Regions from separate parts of the Bicyclus anynana genome. Here region 2 is linked to region 1. Evidence: chromatin contacts called from public Hi-C data. All regions are on one chromosome and are shown on one strand. Each heading gives the region's core, a stretch centred on a gene start, on an enhancer-like site or on the middle of the called end of the contact. The rest is flanking DNA. Distances are from core to core; before and after follow the strand shown. Region 1 overlaps LOC112044092. Region 2 holds the start of LOC112044092.

What was found. A called contact is a pair of places that touch in the nucleus more often than the background predicts.
Region 2: a Hi-C map of whole body shows a contact between it and region 1, with 1.7 times the contacts expected there. The contact joins the promoter of LOC112044092 here to the enhancer-like site in region 1. A contact is called at or near these places in 2 of 2 Hi-C or Micro-C datasets (whole body and whole larva).

Annotation. Positions count from the first base shown.
Region 1 is chr7:16,416,511-16,422,495 of ilBicAnyn1.1, reverse strand. The region is part of intron 2 of LOC112044092; the gene reads left to right. Among protein-coding and RNA genes, the nearest start is that of LOC112044092, 45 kb to the left of the region's middle. Within about 2 kb of position 2,990, at least 4 of the 8 cell types and tissues checked have open chromatin away from gene starts, as enhancers often do.
Region 2 is chr7:16,461,871-16,467,855 of ilBicAnyn1.1, reverse strand. LOC112044092 reads left to right here and starts at 3,629. Exons shown (of 13, transcript XM_052882492.1): 1 at 3,629-3,841. LOC112044101 (elongation of very long chain fatty acids protein 7) reads left to right here. Exons shown (of 9, transcript XM_052882380.1): 9 at 1-410.

The DNA.
Region 1 (5,985 bases), core at 1,741-4,240:
ATCGCCTTAAACTCGGCAACACTCGACTTATAACACACTTCTTTGGCACCGCAGGTATAATTTTTGTTAAGTAAACTCCAAAAAGGTTGTAAACCTCTGTTTTCTGTCCTAGTCTGAAGGTACTATTTGTATGGCCCGCAGCTATTACATAGTTCATACGCACACTTAGGTAAAGCGGGCTCACCTCACCTGCCACAGCCAATTAGAGAATGGGGCCATTCTTATGTAACTGCCCAGGCTCGTCATGTGTTACTTATAGACTAGACACCAACAGAACATATGCATATCCGTACAGCTGTTCTGGCACCATTGATATTACAAACTTTTACATATTCATCGATATCTACCTATTTTATTGGCCACTACACGGCCAGGGTCAACTCATGTTAGGAGTATGGGGAGATGAGGGGATATGGAAATAACCCACCACAATGCGTCGATAACAGATGGCGGATGACAATGTAAATTGATAACCACTATTAAATGTTAACAATAACAACTGGACTCCTAGGCACGGCTAATACCATCAACTTCCCAAGTCCAGGTTGAGATTTTTTTTGCTGATAATTACATTAAATTTATTTTCTAATTTTAGGCTTAGACTAGGTTGCCTGGCTCATTTTTTTTGCGCAAAGAATTAGATTCGCTGTCCAACGCGGAAATGCAGCCAATATTCTTGCCACTGTTCCACATAAGCATGACATGTATATTTGTTAGGATAGAAATAAGTTAGCTTAAATTTCTGATTTTATTTTTTCTCATTAAAAATAATTATTATAGTGCCTTGAAAAAAGTTAGACCATGTATGTGTGTAGTACATATATTTTAGAATCATCATTATCAACCCATATTCGGCTCACGGCTAAACTCGAATCTCCTCTCAAAATGAGAGGAGTTAGGGCATTAGTCCACCACGCTGGCTGACGTAAAACTATATATTTTACAATATATGGTTATTAATTTAGTTATTGAGATAGGCATAAGTTAGCTTAGATTTTTGATTTTATTCTTTCTCATTAAAAATACACTGCCTTGAAAAAAAACTAATAACGTTAAATTAAATTTTAAAATGACGACATTTCTTACAAACGCTCTATGTGTAGTACATATATTTTAAAATGACGAGATCTTTCACAACTCTGTAATCGACACATCCGCCAGACAGTCGCCCGTGTGGTCGCGTATGCAGGGGCCCTAAATCAATATACGCACCTGTAATCCCCGAAACGGTCCCAAATAAAGGGAAGGCAGGTGAAAACACTGCGGTCGGTAATTTATTACAAAAATAAAGCCGTCGGCTATCTGATCGTGACTTACATTGCCCCTGAGGTCCTGCGGGGACCGACTTGTTCGCTGCGCCCTATGGCTTATAATACATCTGTATTTCGAATTGTGTAACGGACATCTGTTTTTTTTTATTGCTCTGGATTCTCACGGATGGGAGTAGAGATGTCTTTATGACAAATGTCCGTTTTAGACTCGTGTCATCATCATCATCATCATCATATCATATCAGCGGATTCGTCAACTGTTAGATAATAGTCCTTATAGTAGAATTTCCAAATACAACCTGCGCCGTATGTAACTCGTAAGTCTTTGCAACACAACGTCATCAATATACCTAAAGGCGCGTCATCACACGCATTGACACATGTTTTTGAATATTTTGAAATCTTCAATCTTTGCAAAATTATCAAATAAGAAGTTTTACTTGAATTATCGATTAAATTAGACAAAGATTTTTTTTGAATAAAAAATGATTATTAATATTTTCAACTTTTAAGGAAAGAAATGCAAGGTATGTTTATTATGTCTATAGATCTTTAGTCTATTGAAATTTCACGCGATATTTTTAATGATAGACTTATCAACATTTGGATTATCTTTTTTTTTGTTAGTTAATCTTTCTATGGGAAAATCATCATGGAGGTCGACTTGAGCGAAATCGCGGACGGACCCTAGTCTAGAATATTAAACTTTATTAATTATACCATTCCAAATATATCCGCCCGCATGAGAAAATTTTGTTAATTGTCCTTTTACAATGAAACAAGACACCGCGCCCCTTCTACTACCAGATGTTAGATAAATGTGATTATTTTTTTTGTTTTTATATTGATTGAGTAATCAATACACAGTTGTTTTACATAAAATTGAAAAAAATACTTTTTTGAAAGTTATTCTTTACTTGTAGGTAGGTACTTCTACATTTACTAATACATTCTGTAAGATTATCATGCCTAGATAAACTGTGACGCGAATGCCCGAATTTAACGCAGATCAATCTGAATATTAGTCTTGTTGACACACTGGTTAAACTGGTGAAACTGCTGATCTAGGTTCGATTCCTGGGAGCTATAAAACATTGGGTTATTTTTCTTTCCAAGAAATTGTCAGCTGTATATACTTAGCATAGAGCACGTATACTTACATGTCAATAACATCTTCCACGGACATATTCATTAACATTTGATAATGATCGTTACCGGTTCTAACATCATCCCATGCCCGCTAATCTCTGTGACGGACTATACCTGGATTCGATACTCGTCTGGGCCGATTGAGGTTTTCTTAATTTGACCAGATCTGGTCGGTGGGAGGCTTAGGCTGTGGCTAGTTACCATTCTACAAAGACGTAACGCCAAGCGATTTAACGTTCCGGTATGATGTCGCGTAGAAACCGAAAGGGGTGTGGATTTTCATCCTACTCCTAATAAGTTAGTTAGTATCTTAGATTGCATCATCATTTACCTTCAGGTGAAATTGTAGTCAAGAAAAGGTAGCCCACCTTGTAAAAAATAAAAAAAACATACATATACCAATATCTCCCACTTTTTTAAACAAAAACTGGGTCAATAACATAATACCCTTCGACGTAATCGGTTAAAGGTCTCCGTATTCTTGTCAAACATCCGCGCTACTTTATTAGTCCCTTCCCACAGCGTGTGAGATAAAAAGCCGGGATTACGCTATCGGGCGCGGACACTCCCAGACCCGGGCCGCGCCACACTGGGTCTTATTAATTAGCAGCTAATGACCATAATGGTGTGTATTCATTTGAGCCTACACAGGGTGAGATTTTGAGATGGGCATCGTTTGACAGGTCCGGTAACCCACTCTGAATAAGAGCAATTTAAAGCTTTTTATCTATTTTTTAAGTACCATGAAGGCACTTTTTTTTAAATAGGCCTGTTCGTCTGTCCGCAATGGAGCAGCCTGGACGGTCCAAGCTTCATATATCAAGAGTACAGAAAGTAGGTACCTACTAAACCATGCTGTCTTGTTGGTTCTTGGATAAATAGTCTGAATATGATGGGACTTGGGTTTAGAAACAGAAAAAAGAAAGATTTAGGTATTGAATAAAAATGTTAAATAATGGAAATCATGGGTAAAAGATTGACTGACAAGAAGTTGACTAATCGGTACGCTTTAGTCGGTTAAAACTAAAAACATCTATGTTATAGAATTTTCAGGTTTAAATATTGAAAGAAAAGAGCTTCGCTGATGCGACTGTTATCGCCGCGTTGCAACGACTTGCGGTACGGACGGCTTCAGTGTGCTCGTGGCGTTCGAGCCGTCCACATCTCTTGTTGTGTAATACTTGGGATAGACGGGGAGAGTGACTTGAGTGGAAAAGGGGAGTGTTTGTTAACAGTCAAAGGTACTTTTAACCCTGCACACAACGTTCACAAGTGCGTGACTTCACTCAAGATTATTCTCTGCCATTCTAGGATCTTATTTTGGTTATAGTTTGATTTGTTAAATAAGTTGTCCTGACAAATGTTGTGAATCATAACCTTTGTTCGACATTAGTTTTCTTATTTTTGTAATCACTTCTGAGTCTGCTAAAACGACTTTTTCCATGTTTAGGTTTAGTCAACGATCGTCCAGCGAACTAGCAGATGCCCCGCGGTGTCTTTCGCGTTAGTTCATATACCCATGGGAATATAACCTGCTACCTGGAGCCTGATAGCTTTCCATTGGTGAAAGAATTTTTAAAATCGGTCCTTTACTTTCGGAGCCTATTTATTACAAACCAACAAAAATGATATATTACCTCTTTAAAATATTAGTTAAGAATGTTGATAAATTAAAATTACTTCTTTATCTATTAAACAGCCTCCAAATAACCTCAAACATCTCAGATATCACAACGAAACATAACACCCGGTTTTGTATGAGAATCAATTAAATTTTTGTTTGCGCCCAAGTTTTGACACAACACGTTATAATTCCACGGAATAACACCTCGCGCTCGGTTCAGGGAAAATATTTGACGAAGCGACACCGAGCTTGTGTGAGGAGTGCGCGGGTCCTTTGTACACACGTCACGGGACGGGTAATAATTAAATTAATCATCTTTATACGAACAAGGGATAACGGACACCAGCATGAGCTTCAGCATTCTACGAAACCCGCAGGAACGATGGATTTTCCCGGATTAAAAAGTAGTCTACATGTTGCTCAATAATCTCTTTTGATTCCAATAAAAACAGAGCAGTTCGAGAGATTAGCCCGGCCATACAGTTAGGTAAGTTAATTACCAATATAGTGATGTTGATAGTTGAATTATTTTAGTGACCTCTTCTCATAGTCTGTACTACTGTTTGGTACCTCCTCACAATTTATATTACCCTGGTAATCTAGGCTCATTACAGTGACAATTGAGTGATATATTTTTTTAAATATAATAGACATTTTTCATAACTATTTTAAAACATTGTAATGACTCAGCAGGTTCAGTCTACTATAAGGCGCTTAACTTTATTTTGACCTTTTTAACAGCGGCCTTAACACTGGGTACTTAACTACTGGTAACTTCGTCCCAAAAAATAGTTTTTGGGACGATGTTCCTTTACCCAAAATATAAAAGCCAGCTAATTAATAGTAATTAGATGGCTTTTATATTCTGGAAACCGTGTCGTATCGTACGTCAGTGGAAATGCGCCCTCAATATTCGTGAAGAAGGTTTGTACAGCGCGGATGAGATCGGGTTCCATTGACGGCTGGGATGCGTCTCAAGACTTCAATCCCAAGAGTGTGTGCACCGCAAACTACGTCGCAGACTAATCTATAAACTTGGAATTATTTCATACAGGATTTTATGTGGTTACGAGTTCCTTTTCTTACAGTTATAATTAATGAACCACGAACCGAGAAAAACTGGTATTCCATATAGTAGCAGTAAGTACTTCAGCGCTCGGCCTAAACCTGAGATGACGACGCTGAGGTCTCATTATGGAGCCTACGCCTATTATACAATCATAGCAGAAAAGTAAAAAGCATAATGATTTTATGAAACCACGATGCAAGTGAAACTAAACGGGTGTTGTTATATTGGTTTTGTCTGCTATTCCAAGCGCCTTTCACGTTCCTTAACTCCGCGACGGGTTGTAATAGAACTAAAAACGAGTCGATGTAAAAAAAGTTTAATTAAAAAAAACATTAATTTGATTTTTAACGATTGCCAAGACATGGTTCTTATTTATTCACAGCTTCTAACATTTCATCCACACATACTAACAGCGCAAGCTCAATAAAACCCTGTAAAAAACCTGCTCGATTAATATCAAATGGAATGCATCAGCTAGCGCCAACGTTATGAGACCCTTCATATCGCTCCCTTCGATTAATCCGCTGATATATCGGTATGAACAGTTTCTGTCGCTATTGGAAGATTTGTTTGTATATCAAGTGACGTCGCCTAATGCACTATTTTCCACACTTCCGTAAAATATGCAGAGAAACACAGAATTATTAGGAACTATTACAGTTATCATATATATCACCAGATGGACTGACGACATCAAGCGAGTCGCAGGGATTAGCTGGATGCAGGCGGCTCAGGATCGTGATGTTTGGGAGTCCTTACAAAAGGCCTATGACCTGCAGTGGACGTCCATCGGCTGATATGACGATGATGATGATAGTTTTATCTGGTTTCATTTGCGAAAATTTAATGATTGTGGGAATATACAAATAAAT
Region 2 (5,985 bases), core at 2,380-4,879, 45 kb before region 1:
ACTGCAAAACATTTATTTTAAGAAAACGTTGTTGTCAATTTAATGTTCAAAAGTTCAAATTCAAAAGTTCAGAAAGTTCATGAAAATCGGTTCAATGCTTACTAAGAGATTCAAATTATTTTTAAAATATTTCTGGCTAAAGTCTAGCTTGTGAAGAAAGGTAAAAACAGTATTATACGGCATATTGTTTGTGGCTCTTTTAATATAATTAAAAGCCGATTATATTATAGCTCCCGGTGGAAGGGTACCGTTAAACGTGTACTGAAAATATTTTAAAAGCCAATGTATCAGTCAGTTGTGAAAAATAAATACTTTTAAGGAAATTATTTTAGTACGAATATACCTACGACTTTATTATACCTATTTGTAAATGTTTACTTTTTTACATTATTAAAAACTATATTTAACTATGTAACTTGTTTTATTGTTCACTTTGGCATTTCGTACTTCTCAGCAGTTTGCTACGATTTAGACAAAAAAAAGTAGATACCTAAGTAGGTTACCCCAAAAACTCCTGGCCAAATTATCATTAATGATATTAATGATAGTTAATAATGGTTAATGATAGTTTGGCCAGGAAATTTTTAGGCAATTTACTCGCAATGCAGGATTTTTTTTATTTACAAGTGAGCCCTTGACTACAATGTCACCTGATGGTAAGTGATGATGCAATCTAAGATGGAAACGGGCTAACTTGTTAGGAGGAGGATGAAAATCCACACCCCTTTCGGTTTCTACACGGCACATACCGGAACGCTAAATCGCTTGGCGGTACGTCTTTGCCGGTAGGGTGGTAACTAGCCACGGCTGAAGCCTCCCACCAGCCAGACCTGGACCAATTAAGAAAACCTCAATCGGCATAGCCGCGGATCAAGATATAAAACACTTCATTCATTAAACAGATGGGTGAAGGTCGTTTTTAATTCGGATCTTCTATTAAATTATTATTGTCACTTAGTAGTTACCATTACAAAACAATATTCCAGATACTGTCCGTTTACTGTTTATTTCAAATAAACTCTACTGAACAAATTTTTATACGGTTTTCACCAATGCATAAATCATAGAGTGGAGTCACAATGAAGATCAAAATCAGCAGAAATAATATATTTAAATAAAAAAAAAGAATATTTGCCATATCTTTTATAATATATCCAATATTCCCATTTCCCTCCAACCAATCGGGAAAGACTGTATTAGAAGTGGGTACGACAATAGACCAACGGGGCGGGAATCGAACCACCACCCCTTGGTGATAATCCAACTACTCCTACCGTAAAGCTATCGAGGCTTTTATGATTGATAAATTTGGTCGACCCGCCACTAAGTGGACCGAAGACATCAAGCCAGTTGCAGGGAGCCGCTGGATGGTGGCGACTCGAAACCGTGGTATTTGGAAGTATAATGCAAGAGGCCTATGGACGGCCATAAACTGTTACTGATGATGATGATGATGATGATGATGATGATGATATTTTGATGACCAAGTAGCGCAGTGGGAAGGGCCCTCTTTGGTCATAAAATAACGTACACTTTTTTACACGTAGCGTCATCTATTGGAGGCTATTTGAACAGCGTTATGGGCGAGGTTTATAGAAGGTTTTCAGTAGATGGCAGTTGTACGTAGTTGTTGTTTGGCAAAAATTGTAATAGATGGCGTCTTCTTCATTATGCTAAGCTGAGAAGAATGCAAAAGAAAGAATAAAAAATAAAAACTTACTCTGCAAGTAAAATAAAGCAAAATAATTGTTTTAATAATTTAATAATTTTATTTTATAGGAACTACTTACACGGCTATACGATTAAACTTAGTGTATTACTACACTTTATACCACGAACATTTAGTAAAACAATAGCAATTAAGCTGCAGTAGGAGATTGCAGCTTGCTTGTGATTGTGCTAATAGTAGAAGATCCTTATAAAAAAATCTATATATCTTCACCCATCTGCTTATTGGATGAAAAGTGTTTTACAACAAAGTACGTTAAAGAAAATACTAATTTAGGCGATTAGGTTGCCTAAAAAATTTCCTGGCCAAACTATTACTAAAAATCATTACCTATCATTAATGGCAGTTTGGCCAGGACTTTTTGAGGCAGGTTGTCTCGTGTTATATTTTTAAAGTTCTAAATATAAAACACTTTTCATCGTTTAAACGGATAGGTGAAGGTCGTATTTAATACGAATCACCGTCACGCTGTGAGTGAGACCCTTGGGCCATGGAGTCGGAGTACCAAATAATTTCTCTGAATTATTTCACCGCGACTAGTTGCCTTGACTGTTAACAGAAGGGCTAGCTCATTTTTTGCACAAAGGATTAGCCTGGCTGTCCAACAAGTAAATGCTGTCAGTATTCTTGCCACCATTCCATGTGGGCATGATTTGTATAGTTATTAGGATTAGCTTCCCCGAAAGTAAGTTTGTATACCTATCTGTTTCTTTCATGGCTAAACCACTAATCCGATTTGCATGAAATTTCTATAAATAATATAATTTTTATTTTTTTTTAGTATGGAATTTACACCACCGAACTATGAATTAAATTTAGCGTTCTATATTCTGTGATTTATATGAAAGATTTTATTTTAAATATGTATTAATGTCATTAGTTTTCGGTGGCAAAAGGATATATTTTCTTATATAACTAAACAGGCAAACTACAATAAATTTGAAAAGAGCTTAAAACTGTCCTCACAAATTCAAGACTTGAGCTAATTAAAGACCCCGAGTCAAAACGTATTGCACAAAAAGATGGGCAGTTCCTTTTACAACCAGCTTATTATGCGACAGATCTCCATTAAATGCCTACCTGTTAAACGCCGAAATCCAATAAAAATGAGCACCCTGTTACAACCTCATTTAAGAGCCAATCGAAACGAACTAATTGAAACGAAAATCCAAGCTTTAAAATTTAACGGTGTGTCGATAACTTCCATAGACCCTCGTACTACGGAACCGTCGTAAGCCTTAATTATCGCCCGGCGAAATGTCAATAAACCTGACGTTCGGACGTTTTTTCTCCCCTTTCTCATTTGTTGGCCCTAAAATTGTAGCCCTACGCTTTGTATTGTAACAAACCCACCAAACCAAATTTGAATGGAACTCCGCGGCGTCGCGTAATATTCCCGAAAACGGATACAACGAACAATAGCTTGGGGTCAGGTTATATTGGGTAGTGTTACCCTGCATTGAGAAGGGTACACAGGGTTGAAACACGCACCACTCTGGGAGCTTTGCTTTGGTTCGAGTAGAGCGAGCGAGATGGCGTCACTGTTGCCAATTTCGGTTCCCGTTCCTTTTCAAGCACAAATTGTAAATTGAACTTATCATGTTTTATCAAATTTCTCATGTTTTAGAAAACCAAGAACCGCATTACTAATTCGTACGATAATTAAGAATATAATAACATTCAAATAAATGTATGAACTTGTGAAATATCTACAAAAAAATAAATTTTACTAACAAAATACCAGATATATTACTAAAAGTTATTGAATAAATACCGTTTATTTAAATTGGAGTGACTTATTATATTTTAATAAATAAATATAAGAATTGAGAATCAATATGTTTGTGGTTGAAACGGAACGCGATTGAAGTGTACATCGTGCGCCGGCCGGGACAGAAACCTTCAGCCGGGGTAATACAATCAGTCGTTTATGCGCGCGCGAAGGGGGCGCCTGAACGTAGCGTCGCGGCCCGTACTATTCACATACAAAATAGAACAAAATAACCCAAAAATCTCACTGCCAATCACTAAAATATGCATAGACCCAGTGTTCTTGTGCCGCCCGAAGTGTTATCTGTTACAAAAATGTGAACGAACCTGTTGTATAGAGTGGTAACGTCAAGAAGCTTTGCACCCAGCGTCACAGTATCTTGAATAATGATATAAAACAACATTTTGTACGGCAATAAATCGCTCGTAACTGTGCTCTTTAATCGGTAATGCGAGTTGGGGTTGAGATAGTATACATTAGTGGAATGATGGTTGGACCACATAGAGAGTGGGTGTCTGTGTAATATGCTAATCAGAGGGTTTCTTTAAACCGGCACACAAAAACCTCTGCACTAGATACTGCAGTGCGATTTGTGTTGCAAATTTTCATGTTTTTGTCACTGCCAAAATTTTATTGATATCTACTGTTTTATAAAGCACAGTTACAGGTTTTTGCCGTTGTTCTGTTCGTCGCAAATGTGTATTTCGCACCTTGTTTTAGCCCGTCCTTTGTAAATATTTAGATTCAAAACAGTAGAGTTAGTGATGGTTGTTATAATCTTCGTGATTTGAATTCCTTTCTTTGTTTTCTCAATTATTCGAACAAACAAAATTATCACCTTGATACTAATTTTAATTTATAACAATATCCTGTTTTGTATGTAGAAATAAAGTCTATGATTTAAGTTTACTTTCATTTGTTTTACTAAATTTATTTAGATTTACTTATTTCAAGTATTGATCACATTTTATTATCATCATGGACAATCCTTTTTCTGATTATTTTTTATGTTTATTTAGCAAACTTTAAAAGCAACTAGATAAAGAATTTTAACAGAATTTAAACATAATTCTTTATAAAGTTACTTTATACTTTTACTTATAGGTATATCACGTAAGTAGAATGATATCGTTTACATTTTGAATAGAATTAATCTTTTTCTGCTCTTTAGAGTTCCGAATAAGTATTATATAAATATTGTTCAAACTCGCAGACGCCGAAATTAATAATTTTGTTATGTTTTATTTGCTCCAATACAGTCATAACTTAAGAAGAATGTTATAAGCTACAGGAAAAGTATTTTAGTTATCTCTACGGCAATTATTAAAAAAAAATTGTAGTTGTTAAGTAGAAGTCTTCAGCTAGGTAAACAATGACAAATGATGAATAATGTAGGCAATTAATAATCACACCAGTTCTATGAATATATTTTACACTGTTTTTCAGGGCTCATTGTTTGGCAAGTCCTTATCGATGACGAGAAGTAAATAATTGAAAATTTTCATATTCACTGCATTAATAACTTATTAAAGTAATGGTTATCTTGAGTACCTATATCCATTATTTTTAACAAATTGGAAAAGCTATTGATTCATTAAAAAGGCAATCATCTCATCACTAGGTCTGAAATTGATGAGAATGGCGAGATAAAGGATTGTTGCACTAGAAAAGCTTTTTAGTGAGTTTCAAGATAACTAAAAATGTTAAAAGGTAAACGTTAACGACGTATTAATCAGTCAGTCTCAGTCAGTTTAGGTATTTTCAAGTTAGTAGTGTTCGTTTAGATGTTTAGGTCCACAACTACTAAAATACACTATCATATTCGTAGACTAGTTTCTTTCGCAAAGTCTGCGTTCTTGTTTTTATCTCGAACGAAACAAAAGCCAGTTGAAACGGAGCTACCGTTGGTTTGGTTGCGATTGTGGCAATGTCTTTGGGGTGCATTAATTATATGATCCCACGTATTGTGTGAAAACGTAGAGTTAGAGACAACAATGAATGATTTAGAGTCGTGGCGTGCGGTTTATACAAATACAAAATCTTTGCACTCTTAACAGAATTAATGTTTATCAAAGAAAGATTTAACAATACCTTTAATTTATCCAGGGTTATGGGTTTGCAATCAAATCCGAGATTTTTTGGAATTTTCGTCTATTGATGTACACACTCGTAATCCAGTTTTTTTGCTGAATAAAGAGAATGAAGGATTCTTTAAGGTGAATGCAGTTGTTCATATTATAAAAGACACGGTTAACGTTCTTGTTTATAAAAATAAATCTGTTTGTATTAATTGTATGTATGATCCCGTATTGTGGGAAAATGTAGAGTTAGAAACAACAAAGAATGAAAGTCGTGGGGTTAGTTTTTTTACAAATACAAAATCTCCCCACACTCTTACGGGTTTTCGGTTATCAAAGAAACATTTAATAAAACTATTATTAGCTCTATAGTTGTGTGTTGAATCAAGTCAGAGAAGTCTTGAGTT